2 separate regions of the Mus musculus genome follow, and region 1 is linked to region 2. The links are chromatin contacts, called in public HiChIP or PLAC-seq maps. All regions are on one chromosome and are shown on one strand. Each heading gives the region's core, a stretch centred on a gene start, on an enhancer-like site or on the middle of the called end of the contact. The rest is flanking DNA. Distances are from core to core; before and after follow the strand shown. Region 1 has its middle 77 kb from the start of Gm39850. Region 2 has its middle 16 kb from the start of Gm30069.

Evidence for each region. HiChIP or PLAC-seq counts read pairs in DNA pulled down with a chosen protein or histone mark.
Region 1: a contact with region 2 is called in an H3K4me3 HiChIP or PLAC-seq map of embryonic basal ganglia, with 4 times the contacts expected there. The contact joins two enhancer-like sites. A contact is called at or near these places in 1 of 15 datasets of contacts at CTCF or cohesin (the NIH/3T3 cell line), 3 of 115 datasets of contacts at active chromatin or transcription factors (cardiomyocytes, embryonic basal ganglia and pancreatic cancer cells) and 1 of 9 other capture datasets (embryonic stem cells).

What each region holds. Positions count from the first base shown.
Region 1 is chr2:73,083,124-73,088,898 of GRCm38.p6, forward strand. No RefSeq gene overlaps it. Among named protein-coding and RNA genes, the nearest start is that of Gm39850, 77 kb to the left of the region's middle. Within about 2 kb of position 2,973, at least 48 of the 459 cell types and tissues checked have an H3K27ac peak or open chromatin away from gene starts, as enhancers often do. A contact at or near this core is called in embryonic basal ganglia, where this site is marked.
Region 2 is chr2:72,596,314-72,602,549 of GRCm38.p6, forward strand. No RefSeq gene overlaps it. Among named protein-coding and RNA genes, the nearest start is that of Gm30069, 16 kb to the right of the region's middle. Within about 2 kb of position 1,733, at least 18 of the 459 cell types and tissues checked have an H3K27ac peak or open chromatin away from gene starts, as enhancers often do. A contact at or near this core is called in embryonic basal ganglia, where this site is marked.

The DNA of each region.
Region 1 (5,775 bases), core at 1,723-4,222, 490 kb after region 2:
GATGCCTCTGCACCAGGCAACTTGCCGCCAACTTTCCATTTGTTCTAGACCAGAGGTTCTCAACCTGCGGGCCTCAATCCCTTTCAGGGGTGGGGGAGTTGAATAACCCTTTTACAAGGGTCAGTCGCCTAAGACCATTGGAAAACACAGATATTTACATTACAATTCAAAGCAGTAGCAAATTACAGTTGTGAAATAGCAATAAAAATAAACTTATGGTTGGGGGCGGGGTCACTGCAACACGATGAACTATTTTAAAGGGTCCAAGAAAGCATTGGGCCACACTGTTCTCGACCCTGCCCTGTCCAGCCCTCAGATTGTGAATACTCTCCCTTGAGTACTGATTCTGAGAGCGTATCCCTTCATTCTCAGACCTCTGAATTTCTGATGCATGTATCTAATGGACAACGTGGTATCTACACAGGGTGTTTAGTGGCCACTCTGAGCCTACATTCAAAGCTTTTGAAAACAGGGGTGGGGGTAGGGGTGTAGTTTGTTGTTTCCTTATCAGCTTTTAAGAGTCTTTGTATATTTTGGGGGAGTAGTTCAGATACAATCTTTACAAGACACATCGCAAACATTTTCTTCCCATCTGTTGTCTTCTCAGGTTCTTGATGGTACCCTAATGTTTCTGTAGTTTCAGCTATCAATTCTTTCTCTCAGGGACCACGACTTTGGCGTTGGATCTGAAATGTCGCCTAGGCTGTCTCTTGCCCTCTGGCTCTGTTGTTTTGTGCTTTATATTTAGGACTATTATGCATTTTGAGATTTAAGTGAATTTTTGAGAAGGGTGTTTAGATCTTTTTTTAAAAAAGATTTATTTAACATATATGAGTACACTGTACACTGTCTTCAGACACACCGGAAGAGGGCATCAGATCCCATTACAAATGGTTGTGAGCCACCATTGTGGTTGCTGGGAATTGAACTCAGGACCTCTGGAAGAGCAGACAGTGCTCTTAACCGCTGAGCCATCTCTCCAGCCTGTGTTTAGATCTTTTATTTTATTTTTCCAGTCCAGTTGTTCCAGTACCATTGGTCAAAGAGTCTTGCAGTTGTTTGTTTGAGATAAGATAGCTCTGGATGTCCTGGAATTCAATCTATAGACCAGGATGGCCTCAGACTCAGAGATCCACCTGCCTCTGCCTCCTGCATGCTGGGATTAAAGGTATAAGCCACCATACCCGCTGTCCTGTAGTAGATGCTAGAAACAAACAAACAAACAACAAAAACAAACAAACAAAACCCAAAAACAGTTGACTAGTTATTGGTTGTCAACTTGAGAAGATCTAGAGTCCAGGAGAGAAATCACTGGGCACGTCAGTGAGTGAGTTTCCAGAATGGGAGCAGAAGCTGAGCTATTGGGATAGAAGAGATATCGTGACTGTGGTAGGCTGGATCAACAGGCCGAGGTCTCGGACTGAGTACAGGAGAACGTGAGCGGTGCACCAGCATCTGCCTTGGCTTGGGACTACAAATGGAACGTGAACGGCTGCTGCCTCAAGCTCCCGCAATCGTGTTTCCCTACCATGACAGACTGTAGCCCTAGCCTCACAGCAAGAGCCAAAGGAAATCTTTCCTTCAAAACAACATCTCCTCTGCTGGGGGCAGCGGTGGTGCACGCCTTTAATCTCAGCACTTGTGAGGCAGAGGCAAGCAGATCTCTGAATGTAAGGCCAGCCTGGTCTATACAGTGAGCTCTAGGACAGCCAGGGAAAAACGGAGAAACCCTATCCCAAAAAACAAAACAAATGGACAAAAATATCTTATTGTATTTTATGTGTACGGGTTTTTGCCAGGGTGTATATGTCTGTGTACTACTTGTATGCCTAAGGACTTCAGGGGCCGGAAGAGGGCGTTGTATCCCTTGGAACTGGAGTAATGGTTGGTTGTGAGCTGACATGTGGGTGCTGGAAATTGAACAAGGGTCCTCTGGAAGAACAGCCAGTGCTCTTAACTGCTGAGTCAACTCTTCAGCCCTAAACCCTTTCTTGAGCTGTCAAGGCAACCAGAAAAAGTAACTAGCTCAGGTGGATCTGTGTCTGGGTTTGATTGTAAGTCTTTCCTGCATCAATACCATACTGCCACGAACCATAAGCTTTACTGTAAGTCTTAAAAGGAAACAGCCAGTCTGGGGAATGTATTTCTGATGAGATGTGGAGGTCAAATGTGGCTGAGGGCGCAAGTTAAAGTCCTTTGGAGGGAAGGTAAAGCCCTGGCCTTACAGTCTCATATGACGGAGCTACTGAGCACTGGGAATGCACCCAGCATGGTGTGCAGTGTGGGGTGGGATTTGAAGGGCTTAGCACAGTAGCCCTTATCGGAAATACTTAGGACCACAGGTGTTTCAGATTACAGAGTTTCTCAGAGTTCGGAATATTTGCATAGACCTCACTTGATTGAACATATCTAACCCTTAAATCCCAAATGGTTCAAATCCAAATGCCTTTCACATCAGTGCTCAAAACATTTTGGATTAGGGGTGCTTACATTGTGTGAAAGGAAAACATCTAAAACATATTAGTGATTTTAAGGTTGGTCACACATTGAAATAACAGCTTGGGCATCCTTGGTTAAATAAGAGACATTATAAAGATGAATTTTGTTTCTTTAAAAATGTGGCTAGTAGCCAGGTATGGTGGAATACACCTGTAATTCCTGCACCTGTGGTTGTCAAAGACAGGAGGATTCCCAAGTTTGAAGCTAGCCTGGTCCTTAGAGTGAGTTTCAAGCCAGGCCGGGCTACACAGTGAGATCATGTCTCAAAATCCAAAATAATCAGAGCCAAAGTGGCTGTTAGAAACAGACACCAGCCCCCACTACTTCTTTTGGATAGTCAGCTGCAGTTCTGGCCTTTGGCAGCCGGCTTCCTGCTCCCTCCTCCTTCCTGTCTCTCTTCTGCACCACGACCAGCCCGCTCTGGGCTAGGAGCACAAGGCATAACAGCAGATGGGGCAGTGTGCCAGCCGACCTTTTAAAATCTACATCACAATGCATGGCTTGTTTGAAAACTAAGGGCTTTCCACTTAAGCCAGAGTGAGATCCAAAGTCCTGAATCACGTGGAGGTCCTCCTCAGTACACCCTAGCCAGCCACCCGCAGCTGCTGTTCCACAGGGCACCCGGCTCTTGTCAGAGCCTCTGCATTTGCTGTTGTGTGTCTGCCTGGTTGCTCCTGCCATTTTTTTAATTTCAATATTATTAATTTATGGTTTTAATATTATTTTAGTAAAGCACCTACATTTTTGCACTGACAGCTGCATCCTTTCTCTCTTCAGGTCTTGGCTTACACACATGCAGGTATGTCCTCAGACATACATTGCTTTCAAATGGGCCCTTCAGTGAGAAAGTCACCTGATAATATGTATGAGATGGTCTCATTTATGCAAAAATATATGTAGAATTATTCATACATGTAAACTCACGGTTACTATTCAGGAGGACACATACCACATAGTTAACTGAAGTTTCCTCTGGGGTCCTTCTCCACACATTGGTCTGTGACTTCCCTCACAAAGCAATATGAATGAGCAATTTCTCCATGCCAGCTCATATAGATGTACTTTTATTCTTTTTAATGGCTTAAGGCACCCTTTTGTATGGGTGCATTATAATTCACTTTGCCATTTTCCTAAATTGATAGATATTTTAAATTGTTTCCAATTGTTTTTGCCGTTACAATTGAATCTTATTACAGCTGACCAGATTTCAATTCTTTGGACCCCAGAAAATAATTTCGTTTCTATGGGAAGCAGTCTTTTATCATAGCTTCTGAAATGACACATACAGTTAATTCAGTTGTGAAATGTGGCTGGCTTAAGTACTGGCAAGTTTTCACAGGCAGCTTGTATATTGTTGTGATCTTTACCATAACTAACATCTTTACAGTATTAAAGCACATGACTATTTCCTGAAGACCTAATATGTATAATAATGGATGGATAATAGCTCTACCAACTGTTTGAACAATGCAGTTTTCTTTTTAAAACTGAGGTATAACATTTATGATAAAGTGCACAAATGTTGATTAATTTTGTGTGTGTGTGTGTGTGTGTGTGTGTGTGTGTGTGTGTCTGAATGCAGGTGCCCAGGGAGATCAGAAGAGAGTGTCAGATTCCCAGGAGCTAGAGGACAGGCTGGAATGAGCAGCCTGATGTGGGTGCTGAGAATTGAACGTGGGTCTTCTCCAAGATCTGACCTCAGAGCCATCTTTCCAGAATGTGTGCTGTGAAGAAATAATGTTTGGGTATACACATATGTAATATACGTATGTTTAATATATACACACACATACCCGAGTAACAGTTTCACAGATAAAAATATTTAACATTTTCCATATTATTTGAGGAGCAGTTCCTTTGTTTTTTGTTTTCTTTTTTGGAAGATGGGATCTCTGGTGTCCAGGCTGACCTTACATTCATGTGCTTAAGCCTTCAGTGTGCTGAGACAACAGCAGGTCTAGACAGGTACAGCACATTTTTAGTAGGACACTTTAAAAAGCTTACTTCCTTAAAATTTCCAGTTCATATTCTTGGGACAAATTCTTCTTTATGATTCTATGGTGCCAAGAGTTTGGAGAGTCAGGACATTCACTTTATGTCCTGATCACAGCCCCTCCCTTCTCTCCTCCCACTCTTACTGCTACAAATCCCTCCTCACTTTCTCCCTAGGGAAGGCAAGCCCCGTTGGGTACCTCCCTACCCTGTGGGATCTAGTGCTAGCAGGACTAGGCACATCCTCTCCCACTGAGACAAAACCAGGCAGTCCAAGACAGGGCACCCCACCCAATGTCAGGGAATAGACCGAGACAGCCCCCATGCCACTTGTTAGGGGAACCACAGGAACAACAAGCTGCACATTTGCTACAAATGTGTAGGGCCTAGGTCCAGCTCCTGCACGATCCTTGGTGTCTTTAACATTTAATTGGGCTTTTAGGTTCAGAGGTTTAGTCCATTATCATCAAGGGATCCACAAGGATGTTCATAATTTCTCATGTCTACGTAACTTTTTTAAAGGGCTGCTGATAGGCAGCCGAATGGGAAATCCTGTTTTGCCAAAGCCTTTCAAATCTATCCAACCCAAATCAATGGAATCCTCATTGTGGTCTCTCAGATGTGATACTTACCCTTGGAAGGGCCGTTCAGTGCAAACAGTTCCTGTTCTGCACTGGTTTTAAAATTTTTAAAATATAGCAGGAACTAGTGAGCTGTGTATGCAATTTTGGTTAGGGAATATAATTCTGTCTGTACAAGAAAGAGCCATGGAAGAGATAACAGCAGATGGCCTCCATCACTGAGCTGAGAATTTGAGAGTCTGTTTCTTGTTTGGCTGTCGAGGGCCCCTTCATTACCACAGTAGCATTAATGTTGAATAAAATTTTGGAGGTACCCTAGAAGTGCTGCCTCAATTTCAAGTGATAAAATTAACTCTAATTTTCAAATACTAAGCTATAAACTTTGGAATACAACTTATTAGCTCATAATAAACTAATTCTGGGTAGCTTCTGTAGGACAGATCTTTAGGGAAACATAGAAAAATATATTTCATACTTCTCTCCTGTGTGCACTACATACAGGTCTGTTTTGGACACTGAGTGGCTCTCTCCCCAGCCCTTCCACAGGAAGCCATTTAACCTATTAGTGCACCAGTGTTGTTTGGTTACACCTACAAAGACCCCGAGGCTGGAAGAGTAACTGGAATAGGCTGACAGCTAAGTGGAATCCAGATCTGATCAAAAGTCCACTCCATCCTATTGTACTGCATTCACAGTACAGACC
Region 2 (6,236 bases), core at 483-2,982:
ACAGCCCCAACATTATTGCCTTGCTGCTGAGGTTACTAGAGATGCATCCCCTAGCTTGAAGTGAAAGCTCTGTACAGAACTGCTCGGAAGAGGAGGTACCAAGCAAATACAGGGAATCTGCAGATCGGTGGATTTTCCCATAGTTCCTTGCAGGATACACAAAGCTGCAAAGCTGCAAGACACACATTTCTAGTTTATGTCAGAAGGAGCAGCATACATATACATACACAGATATATGTATATCTGTGTATGTGTGTGTGTGTTTGCGAGTGCATTCACAAGCGTATGCGTGCGCATGTGTGGTTCATGTATATGAATGCTCTATTTGCATGTGTGGCTGCATGACAGAAGAGGACATCAGGTTCCTTTGTGGATGGTTGTGAGCCACAACATGGGTACTGCGAATTTAGGAACTCATGACCTTTGGAAAAGCAGTCAGTGGTCTTAACTGCTGAGCCAGTTATTACTCTAGCCCTGGATAGGCCCAATATCTAACCCTGTAATGAACATGTAATTTAAAGACCCTGCACTGAATGCTGATCAGGTTGTTTTCAAATCTAAGTGGGCCATCGGTACTGTTTGTGCAGCCTGGGAAGCCTGTAGCATCAGTATCTACTCCAACTGCATGTGGGCAGGGGATTGCAACTTTGATGAACTAGGCTATGTTTCTGGAAAAAACAAACAAACAAACAAACAAACAAACAGGTGTCCTATTTGACTAAACAGACTTCTATGCCTTGGTATCACTCTTCAGGGTTGGTACCCCCATGGGATACTACATTCATCACCATGTTTTTCTGAAGCAGCCTTTCTGACCTACGGGACTTCCTGAGTTGTATGCTGCTCAGACATCCGGGCATGATCTGCCTTGTTTCCAAAGCTTTTGTGGTGTTATTGGCATGTTAATTATTACAGCAAATGATAAAATGTGCAAAATGGTCTCTCCCCTTAATGACATAAATAAGTGAAGCAATTAATTTTACACAATAAAAACAAGCAATACAATAACTTACAAATTTGGAGTTTCTTCATTATTACATCAAGTTGCAAAATGGAAACATGTAATTTCAAAAGGCTCATAAGTAAAAATGGAAACACAGCTGATGCCACATCCGCTTGTGGGCTGCAAAATAATGTGGGGTTTTGCGCAGTGTGGAACAGTCAACATCTTTTAGACACACCAGGCCAGATACATTCCGAAACTATAAATCTTCGAGCCATCCCGACGATCTAAGCCATTTATGTGCTGTAATGAAAAACAAAACAGCTTTGTGTTGCTCTCTCATGTGAGTTTGGCATTCTCGGAGTTGCCTTGCTTAGGACACTCAGCTCCACTTATCTGTAGTTGCAGAAGCCGCAAGCCTGTGATTGATCTTGTAACTCCAATATCTCAAGAGATAAGCAGGGAAGCAAATTCCCCGGAGAGGGCTGACAACAGTTTTTAAAATGAAATGTGTATACACCAAGCCTGACAAACTCTATTGCCCACCATCTTTGAAACCGTCAGTTTCCGGGGTGACATTTGATTCCATGTGTTTGTTTTGGTGAGTGAGAAAGTAACACATATTTTCTTTGACATCTTGCACAATTTCGCAAGTATTCAGGGCACATTCCCTGCTTTGCATGGAAAATGTATTTGCGCAGTTGTCAGAATGATGGACAGGGGAGCGAATGGTAGGACAGAGCGTTGATCTTTGCTTGTTATTACATACAATAGCCTGGTAGGAATCGTGATGTGTTGGTGAGACAAACTGTGTCCCATTCTGGAACATATTAAGTTTGTCTCCAGGACACACATGACTTCGCTAGGGTGACGAACCTCATTCATAATAGATGCTAATCTTTTCAGGGCTGACTGATGACAGCACTTCCTGCCCTTCATGGAATTAGAGCGGGGTTTTATCAAAGGACTCAAACTGCCTGCTAATTAGACTAATTCCCTTCATCATGAATTATTTATTTCCATTGGTAACCGATCACTGTGACATTAATGGGTTCTGCTCAGCTTAGTTTCATACCAATACACGCTAGGAGTTAAATGTTTAAAAATTCCTGATACTTCAGCCCAGGTCAAGTGTATCTCTAATATTTGACAGGTTTGATGGAGCTTCGATGATTATGTTTTAGGAGCAAATAAAATGGGATGGAGTTTGAGATTTTGTTTAGACAGGAAAACAAATCCATCTCTTCCTTTGCTCAGGTGTCTCCTTGCTTGGCTGGAACATGCCATACTATGTTGGGCTGTATACTCTGGGCTGCAGAGAAATTTGCCAAGGCCACACTAGTGCATAAAGTAGGCATGAGTTAGCCAGATAGAAGTGATATTTCACTCTTTATTAATATCCTTTGATGCAAAATTAAGAGTGTTGTTAATCTTGTTAACTCATTTATAAGTGCACTATTTTTTTCTTTCTATTGATACAGGCATTTAATGTGTGCCCTGACTGGTCTTGAACTCCGTAGACTAGGCTAGCCTCATATTCACAGAGATCTGTTTAACTCTGCTTCTCAAGTACTGAGATTAAAGGTGTATGTCACTATGCTTGGCTTTATAAGAAAACAGTTTAAAAAAATATAATCTTTTATTAAAGAGCTGAATGGTTCACCTGTTAACATCTAAGTTATATATCTATCAGTATTTCTCAGTGTGATACCCAGCCCATAGAGGCACTGCTGCTAAGAACAGAGAGCTTCCTGGGCCTCGAGTGACCTGTTAAAACAGCAGTTTTCAACCTGTCGGTCACGACCCCTCTGGGGTCGCATATCAGATATCCTGAATATTAGATATGCACATTACAGTTCATAACAGTAGCAAGATTACAGTTGTGAAATAAGAAGAAAATAACTTTATGGTTGGGGGTCACCACAACACAAGGAACTGTATTAAAGGGTCATAGCATTAGGAAGACTGAGAGCCAGTGTGTTAGAATCTGAGAACGGGGTCTCAGCATTCCATTATCAGCCCATAGCTTAACATGGTGGGATATGCCTGTAATCACAGCACTTAGGAGACTGATACAGGAGGATATGGAGTTTGAGGCTAGCCTGAGCTATGTAGTGAGACTTCAAACCCGATAAAACAAAATAAAACAAGACACCCCACACATGTCATTTGATTCTTGAATAGTGTAAGAGCTACTGACATTGGTTAAATAAGTAGCTGACAGAACACATCTAAACTCCAGAAAACAAACAAGAATCAAAAACTGATCAATAGTTTCTCAGTATTATTAAGCTAGTGTACAAGGCATAGATGCCCAGTGGAAGGGTTGCTTCTGGAATTGGCATCAGCAGCCATTTCATCAACACACAGAGAAGATGCATCGTCTGTAACAAGTGGCCATTAAGTCAGAGCACAAAGGCAGTCTTTGAATGTCAGGCATCACCCCTTGCTCAGGGGACAAGGTGGACAAAGGCCTCGAGGCAGGTGCCCTCACACTCCATGTTCAGAGAGGTAATTGGAGTCAGGTGGAGAGGCTGCTGTGCACACACTAGGCACATGGTCCACAATAGGTACCTTGGTCATTATGGAGTGGATTGTGGGAAATGCTCAGAAAAAAAAAAATAGTGCAAAGAGGGCCGGATAATGAGCAGTAACTGGAGATGTGGTGACAAATGCTGAACAAAGGTGTCATGTTGTCCACAGTGCAATATGTCAAGACCACAAATCACAGGTGCTGTGCAAACAGCTACAGTTTCCACACAAATCTCCCCATCGAGGTGACCGCGACAAGTGGCAGGCACCTGTGTGATCAGAGGGCTGGGCTGCCATCGGAGTCAGTTGTAACAAGGAACAATGTCCTATGCACTCTGACTAACTCCCAGCAAATACCATCATGAGTCTGTTTTAAAGCATAGGGAGTCTTTCAAATTTTCCAGGAAATAGCAACATTGCATAACTGAACTAAAGAAAAAAAATAGTCAAAGGCAGAGAGCCATGAAACCTAAGGAGCATGTTATAGGGGTTTGACTTACAGTTGCATAGTCGGCTGGGTTACTATTGCCTGGAATATGCACGCATAGATTGAAGAGTTATGTATGAACTTTCCCCAGGTTCCCTATACCTAATCTGTCAAAATTAGGCTTCTAAAATTACACCCAAAGGAAGTATGGGTCCACAAAGAGTTTAGAGGTGTTGTGTCAACTATTTATGTGAGCAAGTAGCTCATGGTACCTGAGACCACAGATGCCATGTTTCAACCTGAGGAAAACCAGGGCCTCTCCGGCTGTTAGTGAAGGGAGGAAAACTGAAGTTTTCATTTGTTCCCTTTCTCGTGGCCATGTGCCTTATCTTCAACAGTCTGTTTTCACACAGACAGCCCATACCCCTATTTACATATGTTTGAGAAAACCTTGGAAGCCATTTCAATATCTGACACCCCTCCTCAAGCCACTGGTGTTTAATGCATTGTATTGGTCTGCACATGTCAGTGTATTAAATTGCTCTCCTCTTCCCTCACCCCCTATTCAGTCCTTCTGTGAGTCATTCTGCAGCTGGAGTCATTTCACATTGAGAAGTTCATTCATGTGTTAATATCTGGTATTTTGAATGGATCTCACTGGCAAACCTTCCACAAGGCAGAGAATATCAGTTAAATCATAGAAATAAAGATTTTTTTTTTCCTAAGAATAATAACAAATGAGGCTGGCCAGGGCTGCTGGCCAGGGGTGACAAATGTTTCCATTCTGGTTTTCATAGTAGCCCTTGAGGAGACCTCTAGAAAATGTTCTGGCTTGAATAGACAAATGGTTTCCAACAGCTTTGGGAAACCATGTCATTTGTCTGTATCTGAGATACTTTCTGATCACCAAAGAAGTCTTCCTTCCTTCCTTCCTTCCTTCCTTCCTTCCTCCCTCCCTCCCTCCCTCCCTCCCTCCCTCCCTCCCTCCCTCCCTCCCTCCCTTCCTTCCTTCCTTCCTTCCTTCCTTCCTTCCTTCCTCCCTTCCTTCTTCCCTCCCTCCCTTCCTTTCCTTCCTTTCTGTTTTTGAAGTGTATTTTTATTAAGTAACTCTTCATAAATGTTAAAGATTATCCCTGATGAGATGGCTCAGTGGTTAAGAGCACTGACTGCTTTTCCCAGCAACCACATGGTGGCTCACAACCATCTGTAATGGGATCTGATGCCCTTCTAGTGTGTCTGAAGAAAGCAACAGTGTACTCACATATATAAAGTAATTAAATCTTAAGAAGAAAATCAAACCAAGATTATCTAAATATGCTTGTGTCAGTAAACCTTATGATCCCAGGCATCACCTGGTCTGTCTGCAGGTCATAGTCCCAGTGCGGGAGAGGGAGGTTATGTCATGAATGCAATGTTCACATTAGTGACCAAGGGAAGTTGTAGGGCAGGATTTGAAGTCTGAAATGCAAAGAGGTTTCAGTTGGGTCTGGAGTCTGGGGTGTCATGGCTGCCTTAGACACCTGAACTGGGGGTAGTAACCAAGACTATAGATGGCATAAGCTTTCAGTCCCATCCTGGGAATGGGCTTACCAATGGATGATGTTTGGGATCATCTGGATTACCCACTCAACCACATGTGAGTCTTTTCAATTTGTGAGGAACTCCTTAAAGCTACAAGCTTCTTGCTAGACAACTAATTAGAAGCTTTGTGTATTGGCCTAGAAACTTTTCAATTACAAGTTGAGTTGGGGTTTTAATATTGGAAGGAATTTTGTACCATCATATCCTGTAATGTAGAACAAAAACCAACAAACAAGACAAAACAAAAACAAAACTCAACTTAGATTCAGTAGACCAAAGCAACCCTAGGTACCTTGGCAAAGATTCATATTTTCTGAAATTTTCTCTTCTCCTTTGAGCTAATTAGCCAATCATGTCAGAGTATAAAGTCATCTAGCACCAGTGGGATGAGAGGCAGTCACCACCAACGTCAAGGATAAAAGACTGGAGTCCTGTTGGCTCTGGTGTCTGACTAGCCCAGTTTGGGTTCAAATTTTAAGGCATTCCCTGGTCTCATTCCCTCTAAGGATGAGTCACAGCAACCAGATTTGTCTTTCTGCTGCAAGCAACCAGGAAACTGGCCAAATTCTATGGGAAACTAGTCATAGACATTGGCCAGAAGAACTCAGAGCTCTGGTACTTAGGATATAAAAATGAAACAGCAAATTCCACTACCAACTTCTGTTAGTTCACACAGTTTTCAGATCACATTGCAAGAACCCAGGAAGAGAAGGAGACTGGGAGGCTGTAGAGCTTGGAACTTAAAAAGTGTAC